2 separate regions of the Mus musculus genome follow, and region 2 is linked to region 1. Evidence: chromatin contacts called from public HiCAR-type data. All regions are on one chromosome and are shown on one strand. Each heading gives the region's core, a stretch centred on a gene start, on an enhancer-like site or on the middle of the called end of the contact. The rest is flanking DNA. Distances are from core to core; before and after follow the strand shown. Region 1 has its middle 48 kb from the start of Gm30483. Region 2 overlaps Zfp536 (zinc finger protein 536).

The links. HiCAR-type assays count read pairs that join an accessible place to other places.
Region 2: a HiCAR-type map of PVALB interneurons shows a contact between it and region 1, with 3 times the contacts expected there. The contact joins two enhancer-like sites. A contact is called at or near these places in 1 of 15 datasets of contacts at CTCF or cohesin (stem cell-derived epiblast-like cells), 2 of 484 Hi-C or Micro-C datasets (embryonic fibroblasts and embryonic heart), 13 of 115 datasets of contacts at active chromatin or transcription factors (PVALB interneurons, VIP interneurons, bone marrow-derived macrophages and 9 more) and 3 of 9 other capture datasets (embryonic stem cells, embryonic tail and embryonic trunk).

The regions. Positions count from the first base shown.
Region 1 is chr7:37,374,433-37,377,561 of GRCm38.p6, reverse strand. It overlaps a transcript of Zfp536 not described here. Among named protein-coding and RNA genes, the nearest start is that of Gm30483, 48 kb to the right of the region's middle. Within about 2 kb of position 1,676, at least 26 of the 459 cell types and tissues checked have an H3K27ac peak or open chromatin away from gene starts, as enhancers often do. A contact at or near this core is called in PVALB interneurons, where this site is marked.
Region 2 is chr7:37,745,094-37,747,984 of GRCm38.p6, reverse strand. The region is part of intron 1 of Zfp536 (zinc finger protein 536); the gene reads left to right. Among named protein-coding and RNA genes, the nearest start is that of Zfp536, 23 kb to the left of the region's middle. Within about 2 kb of position 1,399, at least 19 of the 459 cell types and tissues checked have an H3K27ac peak or open chromatin away from gene starts, as enhancers often do. A contact at or near this core is called in PVALB interneurons, where this site is marked.

The DNA of each region.
Region 1 (3,129 bases), core at 427-2,926:
TGATTCCTCCCTCACCTGTTCTGCCGCGACGCTGATCTCCTTTGGAAACACTTGTCTGCCGCTAGCATCTGCTCACATCTTCTCTTTGTGGACATAAGAAGGCAAATAAAGTAGTTTTATTTATTTGTTTTTGGCAGTTGTCATACCCATCCCAATACACCAGGCTCTCTGCCTTTCAGATTTTATTCTCTCTCTCTCTCCCTCTCTCTCTCTCTGTGTGTGTGTGTGTGTGTCTGTCTGTCTGTCCTTCTGTCTCTGTCTTTCTTTCTCTCTTTTTCTTTCTGTCTGTCTCTGTCTCTCCCCCCCCGCCCCGTGTGTGTGTCTATCTTTCTGTCCCTCTCTGTGTCTTTCTCTGCCTCTGTCTCTGCCTCTGCATGTGTCTCTGTCTCTCTCTGTCTCTCTGTGTGTGTGTATGTGTGTGTGTGTCTGTCTGTCTTTCTGTCTCTGTCTTACTTTCTCTTTTTTTCCTCTCTGTCTGTCTCTGTCCCCCCCCCCAATGTGTGTGTCTATCTTTCTGTCCCTCTCTGTGTCTTTCTCTGCCTCTCTCTCTGCCTCTGCATGTGTCTCTGTCTCTCTCTGTCTCTCTCTCTGTGTGTGTCTGTCTGTCTGTCTTTCTGTCTCTGTCTTTCTTTCTCTTTTTTTCTCTCTGTCTGTCTCTGTCCCCCCCCATGTGTGTGTCTATCTTTCTGTCCCTCTCTGTGTCTTTCTCTGCCTCTGCCTCTGTCTCTGCCACTGTCTCTCTCTGCCTCTCTCTCTCTCTGTCTCTGTCTCTCTGTCTCTCTGTCTCTCTGTCTGTCTCTCTTTCTCATCTTCTCAGTACACAGCAGCCCAGGCTATCCTCCACCTCTCAGTCTTCCTGCCTCTGCTTCTCTAGTGCTGGGGATATAGCTGTGTGCCACCAGGCTGAGCACTTCATTAGGTTTTAGAAAAGCATGCTTAGTGTGCACAAGACTCTTGAGTTCAGTTGCTAGCACAAGGAAAAATAAAATAAAATAAAAGCACCACAACTCAGTTTCTAGGACCGTTTTGCTAAGTCCCTGGTTCAGGAACAGGCATTTCCTTCCCCTCACAGGTTCATAGCAGTTAATCCAGGGCCAAGAGTGCTGACCCTCAGCTGTTCCGGGGGAGGTGGGAGGTGCTGGGGCTTCCCTGACAACCACCAGGAGAAGAATCTGGCTCCCATTATGGGTCGTAGGGAGTTGTAACGTTTCCCACGAGCTGCTCGGGAAGCCTTTCATCTGAGCTCAGCTCTAACCTGGACAGTTTCCTTCACTTTCATTCCTGTGCAGCCTCTGACCTGCCCCTGTGTCTAACTCTATGTTTTTGCTATCCAGGGACTCCCTCACTTTCAGGTAGCATTGTGGGCTCAGCCTCAGGTGGGATTTGCTTCCTCTCTGGCCTGCATTCCCTGGACTCAGATAAAGGGCTGCCCCTCTAAAAGCTGCCAGCCACTGTCTTCAGAGACTTGGAGCAGCAGGCATTCCTGTGAAGAACATGGGCTACAGGAGCAGCTTTTGAGCCTGACCTGAGGTCCCAAGAAGCCTTCCTTAGATGCACTTCTCTTCTGCCCCTCCTGACCTCATTTCCTCTTTCAGCACGCACAGTGTAGACAGATCTTTGCGCTACGACATTGCTCTCCAGCTGTAACTTCCATGCCAAGTTTAAAAGTGAGATCCTTCCTAGAAACCCACGGGCGTTCTCGACCTACATAACAGCAAAGGGCCAGGGTGATGGCCCAGGAACAGAAGGTGCCAGGTTCTCCCCTCCGGCAAGAGCTGCTGGCCTTATGCAGGGATCCAATTGCAGAGGCGACATCAGCCAACAAAAATTTCAAGAAAGTATGACTCATAATTAGTCCTTTTGACATTGTTTCACATCAAAAGACATAGTCTGTGTTCTGTGTCCCTCACCCGAACATGGAAACTGCTGGAGTTTGCACGCACAAAGGGATTTGCGATTTTAAAAGCTTAATAAAGGCTGTCCACACAAAACACACACACACACACACACACACACACACACACACACACACACACACACGCCAGTTGGTTTCTTTAAAGTGGATTTAATTAGGTCAGAGAGCCTGTTACTTTGGGGGGGGGGGAGTGGCGCAGGGTGACGATCATTTAAACCATATTTTCAAGTTACCATGTTGTACTCTGCTAGACGGTGCCTCACAGATCCACACACGAGAAGCGAGAGCTAAGAGCTCCCTTGGAGCCTTAGAGCTCCTTTCTCTCAACTACTGGTTCTTCATGAAGAGAGGCCACTGTCCCTTGCCTCGGAGTTATGGGGTGGCATGGCTGGGGCATGTCATTCTGACGTTTACTAAGATTTCTGAGACCCAGGTCCACACCGAGGTCTCCACCCTTGTCAAGGAGCTACCAGCAGCTGCTGCAGACGTGGAGGGTTGGCCCCAGTCAGCCCCTGGGCCATTTTGGTAGCGATTTATAGATGGACTTTGTGAGTGAGGAGTGGGGGGGAGGGAAGGGAATCAAAGTCACAGGTGCTCCATTATAACGACTGGAACACTTACAGAGTCGGACGCTCTGTCATTTAATAAACCTAAAAACGAAAAAGCTTTTGTCTGTAAAAGGTGACCAATAGAGAAAGAGTTTGGATTATATGATATCTCATAACTTAATCATATGGCTCTTAAGAGGGGGACATACACAGCTGTGTCTCGCTAATATGCATGCAATATGTGTAAGCCGATATGCTTTAATTCGAAACTTGTTTTTAGCAGGAAGAAAAAAGCGTTTAGATGAGGAACATTAAGATTCAATATTAACCATTTTCCCCCCTTTGGGCAAAATTAGTCATCACTTGATATTTTTTAAAGCAGTATTTTATTATTATTATTTTATTTTTACTTTTTATTTTTGCTACACTGAGATGTGTCCAAAAATCTTCAAAGTTATGTGGCAGAGTGAACAGGAGACAGCAGCAGCCCGTTTTTAGCTGTCAGGGGACAATGGGTTTGGAAATATGGATTCTTTCTCTTTTAGCTCTCAAGTCTTCTGTTAAATACCCCAGACCAAGGGACAGGGCAAAGGTTAGGGTAGTTTGAAAATGGTTTCCGGTTTTGTGCTGCCTCTATTAGGCACACACGCTGGCGTTTTAATTGTT
Region 2 (2,891 bases), core at 150-2,649, 370 kb before region 1:
TATTTCTGAGTAAGTCGACATATTTATACCCACCTGTGAGGTTCGTGGCATCTACGGTGGGGCCATCAAAGATGGAGCATAAAAGGGACCTGGTAGGAATTTGACTATGTCTGCCTGACAAACATCTGTAGTGATGGAGGTGCAGACAGACAGACAGACAGACAGATCACTGCTCATCCTGCCTCGGTGAATTCTGTGGCATTTATGACTCCGTGTGGGGACATTGGAAGTGTGGGATGGTAATGAGGGGAGCATGGAGGGCGTGTCTGATTATTTTAGAAAGTTTGTGTGAGTCTCATAAAAATAATTCCACTTTAACTCCATCTGTCTCATGGCACTTTAAAGAGGATGGGGAGAGACTGGAAAGGATGACGACAGTGGTGGTGGCAAGAAGCTACAGATCTAGAGGGACGGTCCTGCCCCTGCGGGATTCTCACTCCCCTGCACCCTGAGTGTATTGGTTTTTGATGGCCTAATTGGTACAGGGAGACCCTTGTGGTGGAGTGAAGAAGGCTTCTAGCTGGTGTTTCTAGAGGGCAGTGTGAATGATAAATACTGTTAATATTCAGAAGGAAGAATCGATTTAAAAAAATGTGCCTTTGATTCACTAATCTCTGACATTGAGACATTTTTTTTGAAGTCCGTTGCTATAATTAGATTCTATAAGCCATTTTATGCCTCTATCAAAATTTTAAGAGACATAGAAAATTTAAGTTTTTTTTTTTTTCTGGGGGTCTGGGCTGACAATTCGTCAAATCAATATGAATGATTATGCAGTGGCTTCTGTGTGGGACCAGGGACAGCTTTCCTGATGCTGCCCAGCAGGCCCCAGCCTGGATATTAAGGACTGCTGGTGGATCATTTCTGCCTTGTTTTAGCTTGCTCTTCTCTGCTGAAATGTGGGGGCAAGAAGTGACCAGGTCTGTCATTAGGAACTGGACTGTGTCCTTACTGCCAGTGGTGCTAGTGTGTCCTGGCTGGCTATGGGAAGGGAGGAGACAGGGAGGCTGGGTCACTGGGGACCAGTGGAAGGACACCAACAGCTTTCGATGGGCTCAGGAGAATTGTGGTAGGGCTTCAAGACAGGCAACCGGTAGACAAGCACTGGGAGAGAGCCCTTCCTTAGTCCTGCGGAAGGCAACAAGGTTTCAGCAGATTAGTGAGTCAGAAGAGACAATAATCTTAACTTTTCTTTAACCACCTCCTCCCTAAAGCAGAAGCTCTCCTTGGCGGGGGGGGGGGGGGAGAGGAAGAAAGATCAGTGTGCAGAGAAGACTGATTTAACCACAGTTGAAAAGGGGGGGGGCATGTCACGGAGGCCCTGTGACGATTAGCGTGAAGACGGCTGTACTTTAGCCGGCCTGAAACTTGTTCCTAACAGAATGTTAAAGACCCAGTGAAAAGAGAGATTACGTCTATCTAGTTACACCACTCCTTGATATATGCTCCATGTCACAGCCTCATTGTCTCCTGGGTAAAGACAGAGAGCTCAAATGCCCACTATCTCTCCCCTGGTGCTCCAAACGCTCGGCTTTGAAGTTTTTATAATCCATCTGTCATCTTCTAGCGAGGAGGGCACATGTTCTCTACCACTCAATTACAGAATTCTCCTTTGCCAGCTCCAGTGAGACAGGCAAGAATGTTATGGGTGGTTGAGAGAAACTGTCAGATACACTAAATTCCTGGGATTCATACGGGCAGTGTTATTCCAGGGTAGGGACAGCCTGTCTTATTGTTCAAGTGCATTACAGATACATTTGGCATTGGGCTACAGAGCCTTTGATCCAGCCTCACCGCCCCCCCCACTCCCGTTTGAGAGCCTTGTCTTACATTTGATTGTTCACATTTGAAAAAAAAAAAAAAGAATCATTTAACCCTCCACTGGAATGTGGATCCTGAAATGCAGATTGAAAAGATGACATTTGTTTTTGCTAACAAGAAGCGGGCAGCCCAACTGTGCCGAGCTTGGAAAGTCAGAGCGATTTATTTTCACTTTGATGAAATCAGATCTCTTAAAAAAAACAAAAACAAAAAAAAAAACACAAAACTGCCTTGGGTTTGTTAAGAATGGCAACTAGAGGCAGCCGGAACATCATGCATGGGATGGGTTTTATCATTCTGTAAACAGACATCCTGAGCACCTATTAAATGTTCTGCTGTCTGCAGAGAGTGGAGAAAGTTACCTTGGATGGGATGGTCTTGAAAATGGACAGTTGTGTTTAGGGACAATCTACCTTGGAGTGGTTGGTGTTGCTAGAAGTCCTGTTAACTTCTCAGTCATAGAGTCACGGGTGGTTAAATTCGTTGTCTTATGTGAAATGAGTTTGATGATCTCGGCTTAGCCTCTAGTGGGTATTAATTCACATTATGAAATATCCCAGAATAATTTAGCACCGTGTGGCATAATTTGCATTTTTACTCAAGACCGGGGCAATGGTGGATCTATTCTTTTAGTCTATTCTATGCAAAGAGGCCAGCTCACATTGGTGGCTTTCATGGTGATGGTTTGTGGGACTCGCTGCTAATAATTTGTGGGGAGCAGATGGCATAAGATCTTGGGCATAATAAGACTTTGCAGCTTGGGCTCTGAAACTTAACAAGACATATTTGCAGAGATGCAGTTGCAGTTGAGGTGAGCTCTAGTTTCATAACTCCGCCCAGCAGTGATGTAGCCTGGATGTACGTGCCATCTCACAGACACATATGTGACCCTAAAGAAATACGTGTTGGGATGGAGGCATTCGATGGGTGGACTCTGTGCGCCCCACACTCTATAAAAGAATGTCTTCCCTTTACCAACCACAGAGGGTTTCCAGAAAGGCAAGATACTATTACAGTAATTAATTTAGTGAAACTTCTTAAATCTGATCTTCTGTTCAAACTAATAATGG